Linked DNA regions of Gasterosteus aculeatus: region 1 is linked to region 2. A link is a contact called in public Hi-C data. All regions are on one chromosome and are shown on one strand. The core of a region is the stretch at or near the end of the contact, and the rest is flanking DNA. Distances in the headings are between cores, read along the strand shown.

Evidence for each region. Hi-C and Micro-C count contacts between places; a contact is called where the count stands out from the background.
Region 1: a Hi-C map of skeletal muscle shows a contact between it and region 2, with 2.5 times the contacts expected there. The contact joins two enhancer-like sites. A contact is called at or near these places in 3 of 6 Hi-C or Micro-C datasets (skeletal muscle and tail fin).

What each region holds. Positions count from the first base shown.
Region 1 is chr2:14,004,409-14,009,523 of fGasAcu3.hap1.1, forward strand. It overlaps acot7 (acyl-CoA thioesterase 7), which reads right to left. Exons shown (of 9, transcript XM_040193841.2): 2 at 4,310-4,427; 3 at 2,370-2,526. Among protein-coding and RNA genes, the nearest start is that of LOC144384569, 5.0 kb to the right of the region's middle. Within about 2 kb of position 1,278, at least 2 of the 9 cell types and tissues checked have open chromatin away from gene starts, as enhancers often do.
Region 2 is chr2:13,949,916-13,955,666 of fGasAcu3.hap1.1, forward strand. It overlaps gpr153 (G protein-coupled receptor 153), which reads right to left. Exons shown (of 7, transcript XM_078084161.1): 5 at 4,439-4,468; 6 at 2,243-2,262; 7 at 1-1,736. The coding sequence ends at 975. Among protein-coding and RNA genes, the nearest start is that of her3, 10 kb to the left of the region's middle. Within about 2 kb of position 1,561, at least 4 of the 9 cell types and tissues checked have open chromatin away from gene starts, as enhancers often do.

The DNA of each region.
Region 1 (5,115 bases), core at 28-2,527, 54 kb after region 2:
CAGAATGTGTCTGCGTGTGCATATCGAGCTCTGTATGCACACAGGTCACAGCCCGCATGTGTGTCTCAGAATGTGTCGGGTACATGCGTCGTGTCGCAGCATGTGTGCAGGTACATCCACTTGGCGTCCGTGTCTGACTGGGCCGCAGTGTGTGAGGCCTGATGCTAAGCTGACATGACAGAAGCAAATAATGTCTGCTCCCGTTATCTTCTCTTCCCCCTCGGCCCCGCAGGAACCTTTTAAAGGGCCAAACACTGATTAAATCCCACACACATACCCAGGCGCGCACACACACGCGCGCATGTAAATACAGATTCACCCACTACGCATAGACATAATGTGTCACAAATGCACATGTGTGCAAACACACATTTGCAAAATGATGCATCTAATTGCGACGCCCAAGGAGTGACAGACGCAGCCAACGTAACTTTTCTTTCAGTTATCGATAACGGACAACCGCGGACATTACAATAAAAACTCAATTTATAAAAACATACTGACACTCAGAATTTCATATGAATAGCAGCTGTCTCAACTCAGATGCATGCACCCGTATATGACCTACTTTCTATAGCCAGGCTCTGACTCCACTTTTAATGTAGAAGCTAAATGTAAATACTATATAAAGATGTCTAATATTTGTTTGGTTGAGACTGACAGATGATGCCGTTATCAAGATATATATATATATATATATATATATATATATATATATATATATATATATGTATATATATGTGGGTAGATGTGGCAGATGTGTTTGAGACCTCAAAGGAACGTTTGATGTCCCAGAGGAAGACCCCTCAGCGCCTAATCTCAACGCTTCGCACATCTATGTTACCCCCACACTGACCCAACTCCAAAACTACTCTTTGAATTAAGAACCCATTAACATCAACAACCTAGAACCTAGAATCTATTAATAGAGGAACTGAACCATTCCTCAGGAAGTGACATGCAGCCGTTTTCTTCTGTGGTATTCTATTTTTAAAAAGGGAGGATCTGCGTATAAAAGTAAAAACATGTCATATTTACATCAGAGCATATGAGGATGTCTTCTCTTTTGTCCGATATATGAAGAATATAGGAATAAAGCCTTGAATCACAGATCCTGTGAGGTGCATCGGATGAAACTCTTAGTGGTATTACTTCTTCGAGGTCCTTCCCAATAGCTCATGTAGAAGGCCGTCCTTGCCAATGCCTGCATATGTGTGCTCCTCTCCACCTGTCATCTCATATCTCCGCCTTCGTCAACCAGCTTCCAGCCCAGCAACCAGCCAACCAACCAGTACAAGTCTGTTGCTAGGGCAACGGCCGTCTAGGGGATACTTCTTCTGTTTCTCACACCTCCTTTCCTTCATCCCTCTGTCTATCTCCTTCATACGCTCACCCTCTTCTTCTTCTGTTCCATGTGCTATCTTCTTCCTCATGAATATGTTTGTCCGCACTGTCTTACTGTGTCACTCGATCGCTCGGTCTTAATTCAACTAACTTCTAACTACCGATTCGTTAACAACAACGCACACAAGCTACACATTGCAACATACTGAGAAAAACTCCCCCGATGCCACTCAAACGCATCCACGCCAGCATCACTGTGATATGTTGTGCATGTGAATCCGTACATGTTTCATCATCTCTACTTCTAAAGCAGTTGCAGCATGCTCAGGGCCTTATGTGCTTCTACCGACAGTCTGTGCATCACTGGCCTTTCAGAGACAACGCTAGGTCAGCCAAATGTGATCCTCCCATGGTCTTCACTCAGAGGGGCTATGTGTGAGTGTGTGTGTATACAGCATGCTCTCCTGTGTACATAGCATGCATTCAATTAGCACATATCATAATAATAGAATATAATTAACAACTGCATCACTTGGCTAAGATTCTAAACTAGAAATCAGCACGGCTTAGTTTCTACACCCGTGTCACAGCATGTCGTTCAGAGCCCCATGGAAGCAGTGTTTCATCTCTCATGCTTCTTAGGCCTCTGTTACTTATTGTGCGCTGCCCTCTACTGGTAAAACAGCAAAATATCACTGAGAAGTGTTTTTTTGCAAAAGCCAATCGCACTCGCAGGCGATTTCCTCTGCCAGAGGGGTTGTTTTGTGTGTGTATGTGTGTTTTGTCCATCCTCCTGCTTGTGAATACTAGTCTCTCATTCATTCTTCTCCTCTGAAGTGATATGATAACGCGACAGGTTGAAACAAATATTCTTTCAATATGACATATTGTTCCCACAGGTGTAACTGCATTATTCATACAACAGGTAGAATGTGTGTGATTTGCCTATATTGAAATTCAACACTTATATGTATTATCCAACAGTTATGTGCCTGCCGAAAAACAAAAAAATGCTGGTAAGTCACCTGTGAGGATGTCTTCGGCAATGACTTCGACCTGCACCTCCAGCGAGTGCTGAGAGGTGTAAGTGATGTCAGCCGTGACGTGGGCCACCTCGCCAATGAACATGGGGGACAGGAACTCCGTCTTCTCCACCCGAACCAGAGCGGCCAAGCAGCGGTCCTAGAGAGGAGAAACAGCAAACAGGAAACTCTAAAAATATTGAAACCTGCTTTCACAGGACAAAAAACCTCAACAACATCAGTCTGAAACAGGTCGGAGTCATTTGTATTGATTACTCTGTAAATCCACTACTAGTACAATGATGTTTATATTGGTTATTAGGGCACAAAATAAATAAATCTGCTTCGTGATACTGAAACTAATGATCTCTGCAATTATTCAACTTTAAATAGTGTCTGACTTGAAATGAGTATGGATATTTATTTAAATTCTTAATTCAAGTTACGGTCACTTGCCTTCTCGTGATTAGCAGTTTTATACAATCTGTTACAGGACCTCCAGTATGATGAGGTTTCAACACAAAACCCTCTTCTTTCAAGGTTTGAATGGCATAACACTATATTCTCATTCAATATTTTGTATCTTGGGACAAAATATCTAATTCAAAGATTTGGTAATAGATGGTCAAACAAACCATTGATGATGAAAAGAATATAAACCCATTAGCACATCTTGTACATCTACAGAAATGATTACACAAAATAATATATAGCGATCATGACATGAAACTATCTTCGACGTCTGCCTGGCCACTTTACCATCATTGTTCGTGTTATCTTGAAACAAGAATAGTCATTTTATTTTACATTAAGCAAATAGATTTCTGGAAGCAGTACATCCTGCCTGAACTTCAAATATTTGCTCCCATTTGTTTCCTTGTTTTGATAGGGCGTTTTGGCAGTGAGGTATTTTGGCAGTGAGGTATTTTCATTATAGGTGGAACACTTGATAAAATCAGTACCAGTCATTCTAAGGACGACACTATCTTCATTTCAGCCAGGTGATGTAATAGGAACAGAGTTGCCCTTAACTCCATCAAGACTCTAGTCAGACAGGTTAAAGGTACCGAGAAGCACGAGATAAGCTTAGATCTTAAGCATAGACATGACAAAAAATATGTGTTTATTAAAGCAGGCTCCACTGATCCTGAGAACTTGTTTTTTGTCTGTAATTCTTGCTCTTCCTGGTTTACACAGGGTGTATTTATCTGAAGACTTAGTTTAAGTAGCAACTTGTTCACAAGTTAAGTAGTTATTTTGAATTATTATTATTATTATTATTGTGATTTTCCCATTTTTATATTGTTGTTGTTGTAAGATTACTATCAAAATGATGCAATCTCAAGCCGGTTAAAGTTCACCAGGTGGGTAAAACCAAAACACCCTGGTGATGTAACAGTGAAACCAGCAACATTATTGCAGCTATGCAGTTGGGACATAACAGATCTAAATGTCGTTATATACTGTTGCTATAGAAGGTGAACTATTTAACAGTAAAGTACACTCTCAAATTAAATCAACCAACTGTTATTTTATGGCTGGATAAACTGTGTTAATAGCATCTTGTGATCTCTAAAACAAAGGATATTAAGAATGTTGACCTCTAACCACCTTTAAACACAACAATGACTCATCATAAGCTATTGAGAAAAACAAAACTACAGAAGTTTTTTTTTTTTTTACCCCTTGATGGTTTGTTAATTGACAAATTTCCCTTTTTCCATATTTCCATATGTTCTTTTCTTTTTGGAGCACACCACACTAATTGATTATTATACACTAACTCTCTGTTTATTAACACTTCATACTGGACAAATGTATGATTGTACATTTCACATATTTTTGGTACTAAAAGATTTGACCTTCAACCCCTTAAGAAGAGAACTCGTGCCACAGCGCAGTGAAGCAGCGCGGCGATGGCGTGAGTAGCTGTGGTCTCTTACTCCGCTCTGTGCGTTGCAGTGTCGCGTACCGACGATGCATCCGGCCTCCTCGATCATCTTCAGGATGATGCCGCCGTGCACGTTGCCCACAATGTTGGCGTCATCCGGCCGCATGATCCTGTAGTAAAAGAGAAGATCAGCTAGCATGACTCGGGATGGAGAACGTTTAGTCGGTTTAGTTGTGGATAATCCAGGATTTTGCACTCTCCTCTCACTCTACAACTTGAGCCCACGAAATGAAGTGTTTTTCCGTTTGAGTCACTGAGCGGTTATTGAGAGTATTTTAAATCACACAACATAGTTTCCATTTGCTTTGTAGGACGGGACGTTTGTGGAATCTAGGAGGAATTTCTCCGTGTGCTTCTGCTGTGATGTGCTGGAGATGAGATCACTTCTATCGGGCAGAACACGTTGCCGTCTGAGTATTTTCTAAAAAATGTTGAGTCTACCTGATGACGAGATACACAGTTATCACTAAGCGCGTTGTACGTTGTCGTTTTAAATTCTTCCGTGTGTGGGTGGAACTAGTTTAACCAGTTACAGGTGTGCGCCGTTGCACCGAGATCTGACTTATCAAGGGAAGCAGACAAGAGAAGCTGACAGTAATTAATCATGTTATACAACATTAGTTAACCGCCTGAAGAATGCCACTGATCCCAGAGTGCAGCGATTAATGTGACGGTGCACTTCCCCTAAAAAACTCATCACAGCTGCACGTGACTGGAAGGGAAATTTCACAGATGCAACACTAAGCAACAGGTGAAGGGAATGAGGAAAAGCGTAGGAGGACTTTCATCAACATTAGT
Region 2 (5,751 bases), core at 311-2,810:
GCTTCCTTACACATTACTGAAACAAAGAGGTGAGGTCAGGCAGACACGCTCAGTTGATGGGGACAAAGCACTATTTCCAGCTGCATTCGTCAAATGTTTTATATGGAAATATTCAACGTAATGGTGGGTAACAGTTGTGGGTAACACATAAACATTGGCATGGGAATTGGGTGGAAAAGTTCTAAGCGACGGTCCCATTAAACAAAACCCTAATCCAATATCCTTTCTTCTATATGACATTTCAATCTACTTTACATGCTCCTTAGGAGTTTAGGGGTCTTCATGTTATATCTCAATATCACACAGTAACTTTAAAACTATTAGGCAAACAAAGAGTTTGGTGTTAAAAGCCTCAGTTTTGACAAAGGGTGCTTGAAAAATATAAAACAAACTTGTGTTTATAATAGAAAAGGTGTACATCAGAAAAGAAAAACATGTATACTGTGGCATGTCCTGAAGTCCATTCAGAGTTTGGTTTGAAAGCCAATGTGTGCGTACAACAAAAAAACACACTGGTATTAAAAGGCAAAATAAAGTACAATGAATTCAAGAAAAAGGAAAGAGATAAATACCTCCTTAAACAACTACCGACAACTTGAATTCTTTGAGCAGTTCATAAGAAACAACATCAAACAGTCAAAACAATGTGGCAATGCTCACTCTATTTAAAAAAAAAGTTGTATTTGTGTCAGTGCTAGAAAAGAAACATAATTTGTTGATATAAAAGCTGAATAACAATACGACACAAACGTTTCACAGTCCCCCAGGAAGTTCACTTTAGGCCCATTCAGAAAAGCTCCCAAAGCCATTTAGCATAGTTGCATGTTGGTCCCAAATATATCGTAAAACTGAGTAGTGGCACAAGTAAAAAGAACAAATAATCCAGGCTGTCACTTTCGCGTAACCATCAATACCCTGTTTGCTTGTCATTGCTTCTATATCAATGTTGATATCACGGAGGGGAAACTCTGCTTTCAGGTGGCGGAGCCGACAGAATCGGAGTGGAAGGTGATGTATCCCTTGGAAGACCCCGAGGGTGTGCTTAGGAAACCGTGACCCCGCTGGCCCTTGCTCGGGTGCCTCTGATAACCCCAGTCAGCCCCGGCGTCCGTCCCGGGCCTGCAGGCGGCGCGCCCGTGAGTCCGCGCGTCCGCCTCGCCTGGCGGCTTCCCGTCGCGCGCGCGCGGCCGGTCCGGCTTGGGCGAAGCGTCGGGCGCGTCCTCCCGACTGCTGCTGCTGCTGCTCCTTTTGTGTTCCGAGAGCCGCCTGAGCGCGTGGGGCTCTCGCTCAAAGTCCGTGAGGGGGAAGTGGGGGAGGGGGACCGCGTGCTGCTCGTACACGTTTGGGGCGAGCGAGACGGCGGAGGCGCGCCGCGGGCTCCTCCTCGGGCTCGGCAGCGGCGTCTCGTCGATGAAGTTGATCACCTCGTCGCGGCTAAAACACCGCGGGGCGTCCTCGCGGTGCTCCCCGCCGCCGGCCACGCGCGGCAGGTGCTTGAGGGAGTGCGCACTTTCCTCAGAGCGCCGCCGCTTGCGGTGCGGGTGGTGGTGGTGGTGGTTCTCCTCGTGGTAGGAGACCAGACTGTTCCTGCGCCTCTCGCGGCGCGGCAAGGTGGAGCTGTAGTGGGCCGTCACTATCATGTCCTCGCTGGAGCCCCATCGGTGAAGGTATGAGGGGATCTGGTCGCTGGTCCACATGTCGGTATCGTCGTGGGAGTATCTTCTTGTAGGGGGCACCTGGACGGAACACACAGAGAAAACCCTTCAGTGGGTAAATAACTGGGCCATTATTTTTTTTCCTGCAGCAAAACAGAACCATTAATCATTGTAGCTCATTGTTAACATTAGAATATATGTTATGTTACACCTATATTATCAATTAAAAGGGCATTACAAGAAGGCTTCTGTGATGGTACATTGCAATTTTAGTAATACCACTGACCTGCAACAATCCCAAAGGACTGTTTAGGGTAAATATTTAGGTTAGTGGCATTAAGCTCAGCGATCATTTTTAGGCGAGTAAAAATATCCATTCTATTTTTTGGTACACTGGTCCAGCTGTAAAGCAGCACAATCGGTTGCTTGTTGGAGATGATAGGAGTATTTTTGACTTCTATTGTTAATGACTACTTACATACATGAGCATTTTAACATAAATCAACATGGTTACATCTGAACTAGTATACGCCTCCTTTATCAGAAGATGAACATGGCAAAAGACGATCCCTACACGTTATACTCACATTCCATTCTGCTCTGACAACTATGCAAGAGAGAGAGGATTTGTCAAGGTGACGTCAAGAGCCACAAGATTGATATCAGCCTGCCCCCCTGTGGTGGGTTTTAGTAAATACAGAGAAATGAGACAGTAGACGATACAGTAGCATTGAGTGTGTAAGGTGGGAGGCTGAACAGCAGACGGCAGCACAAGCACAGGAATGAATTAAGATGCACGATGAAGAAAGACACAGACTCCCACAAATAGCTAATAAAGCCGAAGAGGCTTTATTCTGAATTAAAGCCATGCAGGAAGGAACATTCTCAAATGTATATTCTATTGACTGGATTGATTAAAGGTTTTGTTTGTTCATGTTCTAGTTGGGCCGTAACGCCTTCCAACAGCATAAACATAATGTGACTCAGTTTAGCCACTGAAACTGACTTAAAAAATGCACCTGTTCATCATCACATGTATACAGCAATCAATAACACAGCTATTTACAATGTCATGAATCTCCTAAATCTAATGATTGGTCACAAAAACAATGGATGGAGTAATGAGTTGGTCTGATGAAATGATACTACTGTATACATCTCTGTTTCCAGGCTTTGAAAAAAATCAAATTGGTATTTAAAATGTTGGACATCTGTGGTCTAATACCAGCTATATTTACGCACATCTTTTTTTCCAATAAGCAAATTTTTCAAGTTATGTAGATTGCTTCAGCTGCACTGACAAAACCGAAGCCCTTGTTAAGTTGTTTTCTGACAAAGATGACACAGTATGGAGATGCTTTGTTAAAGGTTAATATTGTGAGGGGTTGCATCAGTTGATTCTAAAGTTAACTATCATTACCACAGCCTTCCAGGCCAAGTCAAGCAACATTTTCATCATCACTGCTTTAATCAAATCATTTCTTTTTTTAAATTGTATGAACGTTAAACTGTGGGCCTGCATTGCAACCTGCAGTGTAAGTATTGGGACAAAATCCGGGAAAAAACTTTTGTTGAATTGACATAGAAGGCTGCAGGTTGGGAAAGAACGTTTTGGCATAAATGCAGGCTGAAAAAGAAGCATTTCACAGCCCTGCATCTGACTGGGATGGATGTCCGATCCAATGGACACAATGCTTTTGGGGTAGAACATGAGCAAAGGTTTATAGTGCTTTCATGAAAACTTGAGACTCCTGAAATGTAGAAGGTATGTCAGTTACTAATCTCTTACCCTTGCACAATAAAAACAAAGTTAAATGCATGTAGGCCCATGTTTAGGACAGATTATTTGATTAAGGAAGCATATCTAACATGCTGATTGGACGGTTGATGGTCATATTTACCAAACATTAGTCAGCCAGAGTGTATTTGTGATTCATGTAAAATATACAAAGAAATCTGTGGCATATCTGGTAGAGATAGCATTACAAAATGTTGGATGATTCCAGAAAACTTTAGCAAGCACAGTGTCATTTTTAAATAGTTCATTTGATCAAGTGAAATAATGAAGAAAATTAATAGAAAAAAAAATATACCTGCAAATACTGCATTTTATCTTCCTGTTGTTCTCTCAATGGATACCCTTGCGGAACCCCCCTTTCTAAGGTTGAGAACTCATACTTGGCATTACGGTCTACCGTCACGATTTCAGGCGCCGAGCTATAGTCATATGGTCTGTCAAATATTAAGTCGGCATGAATTCCTCCATCTTGGCTGTTTTCTGCAAAGTGCAGAAAAGCACGGACGTCAGGATTAGAGAGCAACGAACTCAATACACAAGACAAGACAGACAGACGAATAGAAAAGAGGGACAAGCTTCACTGTTCGGTTTTCTTGATTTAGCCTATATGGGTATGCTCTATGAGGGTGTACGGTAAAAAAGGACGTTGCTAGAAAAATGAACGATAATTCAATTTGAATGTTTAGAGTAAGGAAACATTTTTTAAATCCTTCATGGGCACTATTTTAAAAATAGCTAGAATAAGAATATTCAAAGCTACAGGGCTTACTCTTAGGCAATGTAAAGTGTTTTCTGGGTGCATAACTACCTATCGACCAAGTTTATTTTCCCCAATTACTGCATTCATGTTCATTAAAGATCAATTGGAGATGCGTGTAAAATGCTGATCTTGATGTAAATGTTTGGCCAAAGGGATGAAAGATGAGAGTAGCTCTTTGCACAGGCAGCTTGGCATGCAAGAACAGGAAACACTCCTTATACATACAACTGGGGTGAGTTATACATGGCAAGCCCTCTGGAGAAAAAAGCAGAGAACTGGCAGTATTAATTATCACACACTATGTGTTGTTTTAACACATGAGCAGTTAGATCAGGAAGAATGTCGAGAGGGAGAGGATCAACAGGTTGGGAAGGTTAGAAACAGGAGAGAAGGCGTTCAGATTGGGTTGAGTATAAACAGTGGGCGCTAATAGAAAAAAAGATCATTAGTCTGCCTGAATTGTTAAGATGTGTTCATTGGCGTACAAGCCGTTATGTTATTACCATGTGGTCCAATTGTGGGACCAAATTTTGTGCAACCGTCTGATTCCTTGGTACAATGCCGTTTTAGACAAGCGTCTCTTTCATGCATTTGTCAGATCAATTAAATTTAGATTTCCACCTAAAAACATAGTATTTTGCTCTTTAAGTCAACATTATCCGACAGGAGTCCGCATCACACAAAGAACAATAAATTAAAAACAAAAACAATATGTAGAAATTGTTTTTTAAGAAAAATGCTTGGGTGTAGCCCTTGGGACATGAGGGAAATATGACCATCATAATGAGATTAAAGTGCTTCTCAGCTCACTCCAGTTCCTAACAAATGAACGGGGAACCATTTATTTGATGGTCCTCTATGGCTTTTTAGAGGAAAACTGTACATTCAACACATTTGTTTCACAGCAATATTTATTTTCTACTTTGTAATGATATTAGTCTCTACTTCTATTTAGTACAGACCACAGTACTGACAGTTATGTAAAACAGACCCTTTTTTCTTATTTTGTTATTATTATTAATTTGACAGCCCCAAGCATGTGTCCATATTTCCCCCAAAAAGGGTTGAATACATCCAATCAACTGCTTAAAACAAACATTTTTAGGTCGACCAATTCCAGTTTTGAGGTTTTCAGCAATTTCTAGGTATAAAATATATTTGGAACATTGCATTAAAAACAATTCAGATCAATGAGACTAACAGACTGTTAAATATCTTCATAACAATTAATGTCTTGCATTAGTATTTCTAGAATCTGCTTTAACTGGATTGATCTGACTGACAATAGATGGCAGTAAAATACTGTAATTGCATAGGTTAATACTTAATAAACATCAAGCAGAGTAGTGCAGATTTGTAACATCAAACAAAACATTCATAAACTCACTCAACCCATTTCTCAGCTGTAAAAAAGCACAACTCTGTATGAACAACAGCTACATGTGCGTATGTGCTGTGTTGAAAGTGGCCACGGAAATATTTGCACCACATAAATGTTATTAAGTTTATAAAGTCACATCCTTTAATTTGACCGAATC